2 separate regions of the Rattus norvegicus genome follow, and region 2 is linked to region 1. Evidence: chromatin contacts called from public Hi-C data. All regions are on one chromosome and are shown on one strand. Each heading gives the region's core, a stretch centred on a gene start, on an enhancer-like site or on the middle of the called end of the contact. The rest is flanking DNA. Distances are from core to core; before and after follow the strand shown.

What was found. A called contact is a pair of places that touch in the nucleus more often than the background predicts.
Region 2: a contact with region 1 is called in a Hi-C map of the A7r5 cell line, with 4 times the contacts expected there. The contact joins the enhancer-like site here to the promoter of Phldb2 in region 1. A contact is called at or near these places in 4 of 12 Hi-C or Micro-C datasets (the A7r5 cell line, the Rat2 cell line, hepatocytes and 1 more).

What each region holds. Positions count from the first base shown.
Region 1 is chr11:68,318,213-68,324,032 of GRCr8, reverse strand. Phldb2 (pleckstrin homology-like domain, family B, member 2) reads right to left here and starts at 2,295. Exons shown (of 16, transcript XM_063270861.1): 1 at 2,055-2,295.
Region 2 is chr11:68,386,312-68,392,131 of GRCr8, reverse strand. All of the region lies in intron 1 of Phldb2 (pleckstrin homology-like domain, family B, member 2), which reads right to left. Among named protein-coding and RNA genes, the nearest start is that of Phldb2, 67 kb to the right of the region's middle. Within about 2 kb of position 2,836, at least 14 of the 93 cell types and tissues checked have an H3K27ac peak or open chromatin away from gene starts, as enhancers often do. A contact at or near this core is called in the A7r5 cell line and liver, where this site is marked.

The sequences.
Region 1 (5,820 bases), core at 1,046-3,545:
TAGTGACTGTTACACCTGGCCGGACATCCTTTTTCTCTCTGCTGGTTTCCTTTTCTTATCTTCTATCTGAGAGGCATGAAATTGGCTGCTTTTGCCATTCTGTAGTAGCGACACCCACTGGCCTTAGGTAGAGCACAGCCACAGACTAGTGCAGAATCTGGGTTGGTGAGCATTGCTTGTTTACCTTGCTGGCTTGGCTCTCTGGAATGTGTTACTGTGTGTCCTCAAGTGTTCTGAGAGACTCGACTTTGACTCAGGAGAAAGACAACAGGTTGGGAACAAGGTAGAAATGAGTTTGATTCTGGCTGACCACGGCATTGTCAAGGAAAAAATTAATTGACTTTCACGGGTCTAACTTTCTAATGTGTACAAAAAATGACAGCGCCTACACTAAACTAGTCAGTCTTAACAATAATTTCTCTTTAGCTAATGTACAATGCACAGAAGAGCCTGATCTACTGCACTGACGTTTTTCTCAGTATGAGCTAGATGTTACACAGAGAAGATATGTAAGCACAAGAAGGCAGTCTGCAGCATGTAGGCAAATCTGCCGGTTTATTTGAATGCACTGAAGCCTTTGCCCACCTCTGTCACTTGTGCTATTTACAGACACACTTGAGGTTACAGCTACAGATACACTTAACGTTTTGCAGAGCATCATCACAAAATTCACAAATGGTTATTTTCCAAGACACTCCTGGGAGGTGGCTCAGACATGGTCCAAATTTCAAATGGGGTTTAATGTCTGCGGTGGTCTCAATTCCTGCATCTAATTAACTGCCAAGCCACTAAAAATTCCAGTCACAGTCCTCACCTGGGGGTATTCACCTCCTAGCCATAAATGATTGACCAAATAAGTATCACACATCACTTTGCAGTGCATGGGTCAATCTGTTTCCTAAATGGAGTTCAGAAGAATCGGGCACCACCACCACCACAAACCACCTGAGTAATAATTGTAAGAGCTAGAAATCATTACATAGGCCTACCAGGTCTGTGTAGTCACGATAAACCACTCCTCCAACTAGTGGGGTTACATTCAGACCAAAGAAGAGTGAATCGTATTTGTTAAAAATAAAGTTTTTGGAATGTGTAAAATTGAGGACATTTCTATCCCCTTCCGATTGTTTCTAGATACTCTTCTCTCCTCCAAGAATAAGCTATTGTCTTGTTGGATCATTCAACTACCTTTCCTGGGTCTCCAGTGACAGCTGAGGCTCTCTCTAAAGCTACAACTTTTTGTGCTTCAGGTGAAACGAGGCTTTGGTCCTGTGAGTGAGTCTTGATTGAGTTAATGAATCACTGAGCTGATATGGTTCCTGGGTGCTTACCACTCTGGAAAGAACAAAGACGTATAGGGGTTAGAAAAGCATATGGGCTCTTGCTGGCTTCTGTGAATACTTTCTATATAACAATGTGTATATGTATGTTTTGTGGGGGCACTCAGTCAGGCAAGGACTTTGGTGGTCCTCCTTTACGGGTAAGAAACAGTGCTGAGTCAGTAAATGATTGACCTGGCTGCTCTGGTGATAAGCTTGGGTAAATAGGCTTGATTCTGCTCCAGGAATGGCGGGACTTTTTAACCCCTTAGGTTCCAAAGCACGAAAGTGTGATTTCCTGAGAAATCTTGTCACTAGAAGTTAACAGTCTTCGGAATTATATGCACTGTCTTCTCTGGCATCATCTTGTAGGCAGAAAGAAACATATAAAAGCAAAGTTCTGGAGCCAAGAGCTATGTTGGTGGAATCACCATCAATGGAAACTTGTCAATCAATCACAGATAGGATATTCTATAATGAAAGGGGGAAAAATCTCCACAAAACTTGAAACTTGTAGCGGAACAGTCAACAACTTTCAGAGGTGAGAGAAGATAGTAGAAAACACAACTTGCCTTCCAGGTTATATTAATGGACAAGAAACTGAATTTTCCTGACATACAGGGATATCTACCACCTCTCCTTCAGCAGGCAAATGTCAAAGATGGCCTAGTTATGAGGTTAGGCAAGGTATTTGTTCTGTGATCTTGAGAGAAGGAACAATGGTTGGTTACCTACCTCCTTTGTTACTTTCCTATCCGGTGTCTTTTCTGGCTTCCTTCCCAGCTCAGCTGGAGAGTCTAGGGCTGAGGCAGAAGCTTCCACTCTTCCTCAAGAGAGAAAGGGAGGTAACCCTTTGCCTCCTTCTCTGCTAGTCACAGGCAGCAACTTTCTTATGGTCAGGCGTGTGGACAGATGTGAAGGAGGGAATCTCTGCTGGTCTCTGCTGCAGACCTGACCAATCAATACACACCAGGCCTACTCAAATCCAACCAGAGAGCTGGATGGCAGAACCGGAGAGCAGGACCGGGAGGGGTTGGCAGAAAGCAGAGGCTGAGAGCTGTAGACAATCTGCTGAGATTACTTTGACACTGGGTCTGCAGACAAGAGGTCTTGAGAACAATAGGAGAAAGGAAAGCTTTAACGCTGCTATGTCTTAATGGCCTCAGAAGGGAATTTGGAAGATCCTTTATTAACCCTCTAGTTTAGTAATAGAATTTCTTCTATTGAGTTTTTCAAGAACCGTCTTACAGTTCTTTGAAGAAATAGGGTTGTATGTATTGAAAATGTGGTATATGTTGGACACATCACCTATGTTACAGTTTTATGGTGAGAGAGAAAAGGCTCAATGGAGTGCTGGTTGCACAATGAGAAGGAGGTGCTAAAACTGGGATTAGAACCAGCTCTGCTCTCAAAGTAATGCCAGCAGTGATCTTCCCATGACATAGTCTAAAATAGGCTAACATCTCCCTGACGGTGTCCAGGTCTGATTTGCAGAACTGTGAATATGCTACCTCATAGCAGAAGTTTTCAGCCTGTGGGTCATGAACTCTTTGGGGGAGTCACATATCAGGTATACTGCATATCAAATATTTATATTGTGATTCATAACAGTAGTAAAATTACAGTTGTGAAGTACAGTGAAAATTTGTTATGGTTGGAGATCACCAACCCATGAGGAATTGCATTAAAGGGTCACAGCATTAGGAAAGTTGAGAACCAGTGCATTACATAGTAAAGATGAACATTGCATACTTTATTATGTTGTATGTTGTATGTGGGGGGAGGGGGAGAGGAAGCGATGGAGGAGGGGGGATTAATTTACTTAGGATTACATACAGGAATATAGACTACTCATCAGTGATTACACCACTAAAGGAAATGCTTCTCTAGTTTCCAGCAGCCACTGATTGCTAATAGTTCTTTAGAAAATGGTGGGATCTTCTGCATGAAGGAACCTGAGATGGGAGCTTATTGTAATCAGAAGCTTTTTTCAATCAGAATCTTATATATTCATAAGAGGTTAAAATCAAAAGCCATGTAACGTCAGAGTCAGAGTCAAATATTAAAAATGCAATGTTAACTTGCTGGAGATGGACAAAGATCCTAAGTCAAGGAATTTAGATACCTTCTAGATGAGAGAGAGAGAGAGAGACAGAGAGAGAGAGAGAGAGAGAGAGAGAGAGAGAGAGAGAGAGAGAGAGAGAGAGAGAGAGAGACTGGTCTTAATGGTTCATTTTAAACCTTTGATTTGAGACCTGTAAGATAAAGAATGTGTGTTGTTTTGAGTTTTCAAGTTAGGTACAATTTGTTGTGGCAAGAGGTCAGTGATAATGCATGCCTTGCTTTATAATAGTGGGCTGTTTTTAAACCCTTCCACAAGGGAATGCTTTTATTCATCTAGTCTCTATTTTTTTTTGAAATGGTAACCCCTTTCCCTGGTTATTCACCACAACCATGCTGTCAGGGGAGACAGCTGGAAATGGTAGGAAATAGCACCAGGAAGAGACTCAGAGCTTGGACTTTGTTCTTTCATCCTTTCTCTACCTACTGCCTGAGAACTCTGAAACTTTGAAACTTAAATCTGTACTGGAGAGATGACTCAGCAGTTAAGAGAATGGGGCTGCCCCTTTCAGAGGACCTGGGTTCGGTTCCCAGCACACAAGTGGCCACTAACAACCACGTACAGCTAACATTCCAGGGTATTCACTTCCCTCTTCTGGCATCTGCTGGCACTATGCATGCATGTTGTGTGCAGATATATACAGGCAGAACACCCATACACATGAAATAATAATTTTAAAAGTCCTTAAATCTAAGTCATGTAACAACTTGGAAACATTAAAGCTATCTACATTGTTTCCATTTTATAGCTCTACTCCATACTGCTCATGTGACATGACTTCTGGATCCTTCTAGTTATGATGTGAGGAGCTCTGATTTACCCACTTCCCTCTGAGAGGGAGTGTCCCTCCCGTGAGCCTGCTACCCGGTCTCTACAGTTCATCTAACTATTCCATAAGATTCTTCAGACTTAACTTAGTCTTTCTACCTGATTTTTTTCTCACTTTACCTCTCAAAAGAGTGCCAATACTGAACAAATTAGCATGTGTCTTAATTCTTTTTAGTAGGGAGGACCAAACTTTTCTAGTAGTAGTCTAAATTAGCCATACTTGTTTGCTTAGCAGAATTTAAGTGATAGATAATTCATTTCATACCTACTGAAATGCAATGGTTTATAGCTTTTTAGAGTCATACATAGATCATTTCTTCATTTATTTTATTGTTTAAATGGTATGTATATATATATGTGTGTGTGTGTGTGTGTATGTGTGTGTGTGTGTGTGTGTGTGTGTGTGTGTGTGTGTGTGTGTGCGCCTGTGTGTGGGTATATACATGTGAGTGTTGGCGCCCATGGAAGCCAGAAGTCAAGTTCCCAGGAGATGGAGTTACAGGTGTCTGGGAGTCACCCAATATGGATGCTGGAAAGCAAATTTGACCCTCTAGAAGAGCAGTTATAGGCCTTTAACCACTGAGCTGTCTCTAGCCACAAGAATATGGATTGTCTTTTGAGGATCTAACGAAAGCTACAGCCTCTCTGCCATAAAGAAGATGCGTTTTGCTAAGATTTGGGGCATTATGTTTTCCTTTTGCAGCATCTTAGCTCTTCGGAACTAATCTGATGTGTGTAAGTTCACAAGGCTGGCAAGTTAGCAGATGTCAGTCTAATGTGTCAGTCTAATGCTTTACAGAGGGATAAAATGAAGTCTCCTGGGCCTAGATTGAGTGAACACCCAATTAGGTGAAAATCTTCAAGCAAGAAAGTCTTCAGCTGAGTTCTCAGGTTAAACAAAGAACAGCTTTCAGTGGCCTCCTTATGCAATAAGAATTAACTGTTCAGGACCTTTGTACAAGATAATTCCTACTCTGTAGATGCTTGGTCCCTCAGACTAAAGGCTACCCAACCACCAAAACCATCTCTATCACATGATGCTCATGGACAGAGGCCAACAGTTCTATTCTCCTCCAAGCTGGATACTACCCTCAAACATGGGCCAGCTGTGAAAACATCCTGATCTGACATGTGTCCAGGCTGTCCTGGGTGAGGTTTGAGGCACACAGCCACTGTCCCTAGTTTGCAACATCCCACTCTCTTTGAGACTGAAAGGTTTCAATTCTTCAAAATCATAATATACTTTTAGTCATAAGAAACAGATTTGTATGGGGGGAACAAAAATATGCAGCTAGTTAGAAGAATTCCTTTTGGAAAAAAATGTCACACATACACAAAAACATCCTGGACTTTCAGGCACCTTCACCTCAGGGAATCACAGAAAGGCAATCATTTTCAACGTGAAGAAGTGAGATTTGTTCTCTGCATCGGTATTTACCCAGTGTGGCCATGGGTGGGGTTGACACAAGGGCCTTTCCCCTCTCTGGAATGAATTGTTTTAAATGTGGAAGATGGATGCCTACAAAAAATGTGAAATTCTGAAAAAAAGAC
Region 2 (5,820 bases), core at 1,587-4,086, 68 kb before region 1:
TATTTTTTTCTTTGCCTTTGAGACAGGGTCTCATATAGCCAAGATCAGGCTTCAACATACTATAGCCAACATGATCTTAAAGTCCTGATCGTCCTGTCTCTTCTTCCCAAGTATTCATATTAGTCTCACATAACACATGCAGGCTATGGACTGGAACTTCTATAAGATGAGGGAAAGAGAGCTAATCTCCATGGACAAGCATGTACATGGGCTTGCCAAGCTCTGGAAAGAGCATCATCAGGAACTGTCCATGTTGGAACCCTGACCTTGGACTTTGTGAAACTGCTTGAAAAAGATTTCTATTATTCAAGCCATTAAGTCTGCAGTGTTTCGCCATAAGACTGTGTTGACTACGGAAGCCATGAATAACAGATCTGACTTCCATAGCATAGACAAAAATGCATGTTAGTGTGGCCCCAGTAAGCCTCCTCCTGGGACACAAATTTCCTGTCTCTCACATCCAGTGTTTGGTAAGTGTGACTAGCCTTTGTTTAAAGAAATTTTCACTTGGCTTTTCGAGTCTCCTATTTCTTCCAGACAGGAAGTGCCAGAGAGATAGTGGCGCTTTAGGAATTTACAAGTGATCTAGTACACCAAACCCTGCCTTATTCTATTCTTACTATCCCTCTGTCTGTCGTCTGTCTGTCTGTCTGAGCTACATTTCCAGACCTGCCTTTTTCTTTTATAAAATAGCTTATAACAGAATTTCAAGTATATTGTTAACTGTAGCTAGAGAACTATATAATAGGCCTTGCCTAACAAGGAGTCTATGTTATCTCCCTGAGGCTGTATTTAACCTCCTGGGTTTGGATACTTTGATTACATCATCACCGTTGTCCTCAAGCCTCCGCAGTTGACTAGACCAATAAATTTAATTAACAATGACTCTTACTTTATCTATATATTATTTCACTGATCCAATTTTCTTCCAACTCTAGCAGAGTTAAAGGAATGACCAATCAATACCTGGCCCAACTTGAGACCCATCCCATGGGCAAGCACCAATCCCTGCCACTGTAAATGATACTCTGTTATGTATGCAGACAGGAACAAGTTGTGTTCTGAGAGGCTCCACCCAGAAAGTGACTCAGACAGATACAGACACAGCCAGTTGCTAGGGCTTGGAACTCTTGTAGAAGAATAGGAAGTATTGTGGGCCCTGAGGGAAATAGGAACTCCACAGGAAGACCAACAGAGCCAACTAACCCGAAGCCTTGGGGCTCTCAGAGGCTGAACATACATGGACATAGGCCTCTCCACTCAAAAGTAGATGTGCAGCTTGGTCTTCATATGGGTCTCAGACAACTGGAACAGGGTCTGTCCCAAAACATATTGCCTATATGTGGGATATGTTCTTCTAGCTGGGCTGCCTTGTCTGGCCTCAATGGGAGAGGAAGCACCTAGCCTCACAGAGACTTGAAGTGCCAGGGCTGGGAAGATACCCAGGAGAAGGGAATGGGGGATGGATTGTAGGGCGGGTGATTGGGATGGGGCAATGAGCAGGATATAAAGTGAATAAGTAAAAAAAAAAAAAACCTTAAATTAAAAAAGTGAGTTAGCATTAAAGAAGAAGAACTCATCTTTAAAAAGAAAGAGGGGCCTAGTGACTGTGTGGCTGTCTATGGTAGAAAAGTGGTCAAGAGAGGCCTATGTGGTTTGGAAGTGGCCAGTGGTTGAATGCAGGCAGACTCTTCAGAATTACTGACATGCTGCAAAACCACAGGCTTGGAGACAGTATTTTCACAAGGAAGAGGTTGAGTACAGGTCACCCCCAGGCAGAGGAAAATATTTATTGTACTATTTAAAGTTGTTTTCCTTTCTTTAAACAAACTCTCCTTTAATTCCATAGTAGAATTTTCTTCTGGCACTTGTAGTTATGTGATTTTCCCAGGGATCCAAACATCACTCAAGTCTCCTGATCATTTCATAGGCAAACAGCCAATATTGTGCTCCATTTTATAAGGAGATAGCTGGTCAATGAGTAAATGAATTAACTAGCACTGTGCCAGTAAGTTATGACTGGACATTCATATCAGCTAGGAATTATGATTTATGAATACAGCAAATCCTTGATTAAATAACTATTAGTTCCTTTTACAAAGTTCAGAGTGAGGCCTTACATTTACTGGGAAATATAGCTTAAGTATACATCTCAAACAAATATATTATTTACATGTATATATCAATTTTAATAAAAAATCTTCATTTTGTGATATCCTTTTTGTTTAAGCACTAGTAACAAGACATTGAATAATTTGATTATTATTATATTAGTCATGAAAATTGCAACATTATGGTAGCTGGAAAAGTCCTTAGCATTCGTAAGAACAACTATTCATTCTACAAACTTTTTGAAGACTCGAGGCTTGTCCAGGCTTCACAAGCAGGTAGAGCTTTTAGTTAGAGGAACATCCTGTGTCATCTCCCACTTCATACTCATGAGACATTCACTTACCACTCCAGGCCATGTATTTAAACACCTAACTCTGACTGGGAGCTGGTGAGGCATCAGAGGGCCGGGAGGTGGAGGAAAGCCTCTTTGCAAATGGAAATAGTCCTTGTCACCCACAAGGAATCCTCCTGCATGAGCGTGTAATTATCTAACTATTAGAAAAACGAGCAAGTCATGACATACGTGGGTTCTGCAGTGTATGTCTTCCTAAGTTGTCAGAAGTCACGGACTGGTTAAGACAACTTAGCCTACAACGGAGAGATCGTTGACTGGAATCTCCCAAATAAATCCTGCTTTAATTCAGTCGTGTGTGCTTAGCATTACTACCACCAAGTAAAGTTTTTGCAATCCTCCTTACCCAGGAACCTTCTCTGACTAGTGAGGTCAGAATTTCTGGGCTCAGGACCAGGCATAGGTAATTTTTAAACACTTCCTAGCTGATGTGAAGGTCCAGTCATAACTGAGAGCTACTGAGTGAGGCGTAAAATTAGGCAAAGCAAACAAAATCAAAACCCAGAATAAAGATAAAAGAAAAAAAAGGAAAGAAAGCAGTATCTTCCCTCTAGCAAGGAAACGGAGCAGTGTTCAGCTAACTATACTAAACGAATCACCCCCCTGACAGTGCGTCTCTGAGATGCATTCTTTTTTAAAATGTAATGAGTCAATGTTTAAAGTCGATTCCTTAGTTATTAGATGAACTATATTTCTCCTTAAGCTATTCGTCTCAACAAAATGTGCTTTAAATGACTTTCTAGCCAGCAGTAACTATCATTCACTGATGATGGGGAAGAAATGTTTTTAAAGTTTGTCTAGCCCTGTGTCATGAACTTTGTATATTAATTAATTCCTCACAACAGAACTATGCAGTGGGCATCATTATCCTCACAGTATAGGAGGATAGCTGAGGTTCAAGGTGTTTAGTGGGTTGTGTAGACTACAGAGCTGAGATCACAGCATCTCTGATGCCCAAGCATGGTATTTCTGTATTGGTTCTCTGGTTCATCAGAGCGTGGTGGTGGTATTGTGTCCCAGTGCCCTACTGAGGATCTACAATGCACGCTTTGCTCTGGGCTTCGCAATAACATGGGGTCTTTAGCAAGTTCTTCTTTATTCTGACTCCAATTTTCTTCATCTTAGGAACTCAAAAAGATCAAAGGATAGAAAAGAAGCTGGTGATCATATTTTGTTTGACCTCTTTAAAAGGAAGGAGACTCTAGAGAAGGGGATGACAGGTGTTTAAAGATCGGAGTAGTAGGAGGATTAACATAGAGGCACAAGGAAATGAATTCCTTCTAAACCTGATTGTGGGCATAGGCACATAAATGTACACATTTACCAAAAAAAAAAAAAAAAAAAAACATACAGCTGTCTGCTTAGGATAGGAGAATATTACACCATGCAGACAGTCTCTCATTTTGATGGTTCAACATTATGTTTCAGAGTTACAATGACATGGAAATGTATTCATACAACCATTCTGAATTCTGTTTTCAGTACATTATTCAATAAACCACATTGGACAGATGCTTTATCATAAAGTAGGTACTGAATTAGAAAATTATGTCTTACTCTAGACGAATGGTTCTCAACCTATGAGTTGTGACCCTTTTGAGGGGTTCAATGACCTTTTCACAGGGGTCACATATCCAATATCGAGTATATCATATATTTACATTGTGATACAGGCAGTAACAAAATTAAAGTTAAGAAGTAGAAACAAAAATAGTTTTATAGTTGGGGTGTGGGAAAGGTCACCACAATGTGAGGAACTGTATCAAAGGCCGCAGCATTTAGGTTGAGAACCACTGCTCTAGAGTAACTTAAGGCCTCAGTATACTTAGTGTCAGAGAGGCTAAGCTGTGATATTCCGGAAGAGCCATGCTGTGTTTTCTCTCATTTGTGGTTCCTATGTTTCATACGTCTACTTAAAATCATAAACACGTATATGGGAGTAAAGGTGAAATTGTCAAGATATGAGAGAAGGTAGGTGCTGGGATATGATGTGCATCTGTGCGTGTGTGCGTGCGAGCGTGCGAGCGTGCATCAGTGTGTGCATGTATTGCTGCAGACTTTTTAAAAAAGACCTGAATTCCATTCCCTTCTTGCCTCCTCCCTACCCCACACCACAGACACTGATAACTGACTGGCAAGATGAAGCCCCATTTAGTTATCTTTAGCTCATTGAAAACTGCTTCAAAGGCCAGTATCCAAGCTTGGTATGTTCTCACAGTTCAAATTCCTGGATGTCTAGCTGCTGGTGGTGGGGCTATTTCTGAGCCATCCCAGAGGTTTTGCCAGCAGAGGAAGTTGTACCCTGGAGGGAGGCTCGGTCAGACTGGAGCTCACAGGAACACTACAAGCCTGGCTACGGCAGAACTGGTCTTGGGATTGAAGAGAATTTAGTAGTCATAACCTTACATTCCATTCCATAACAATCACAGAGGGAGAGACACTCTGATCCAAACCAGAGTTGAAAAAACCACAGAAACGTTGGCTAGTCGCTGCACTCTTAGCTTCTCAGCAGAAAGATGGGCCCTTTGTGTTAGTGTTCTCTATTCCCAGGTAGCATTTGGTTCCTTATTTTAAAGTCAGAGCATGATTCTACAGAATCATGGACAGAAGCCATAGTTCTTCTGTATCTGGAGATGGCTCAAAAATATGCTCCTGGAAAAACTTTTTACAACTGAGTTCTAGCTTCCATTGGGATCCCCTTATACAATATTCCTTTTTTTAAAAAGATTTATTTTATTTTTTCCACGTATATAAGTTCACTGTTGCTGTCTTCAGACACACCTGAAGGGGACATTGGATCCCATTATGGATGGTTGTGAGCCACCATGTGGTTGCTGGGAATTGAACTCGGGACCTGTGGAAGAGCAGTCGGTGCTCTTAACCATTGAGCCATCTCTCCAGCCCCACAATATTCCTTTAAAAAGCAAATCTTCTCTTTCTTTTTCTAATGTCAACTACAATTTAACTATTTTGATAAATCCTTCAAAGAAGAGCCTTAAGTTTAACCTTTTTTGAGAGAGCAAAAAGAAAATAAGAAAGCTTGCATTCCCATGTTCCCATCATCCATACCTCTGGGCAAGAAAAATAAGTCCAGAGAAGATTGATTCCATTGGAGGAGAAAAAGAGAAGGAAAAAAAAGAAAATGAAACTAGGAGCTACAAGGTGAAAATGTAAATGCTATGGTCTTTTCCTTTCCTTTAAAACAGAAAGAAGCACAATGCTTGCCTCCCTCTCCGGACTGTTCCTATGCCCCACAAATGAGGACAAGCTGGGATTGCTCTTATTAGGCCAATTAGTAGGAGTTAATGTTTTCCCTGAAGGACAAATACCAAGCATTTCACAAGAGGTCACAGGTC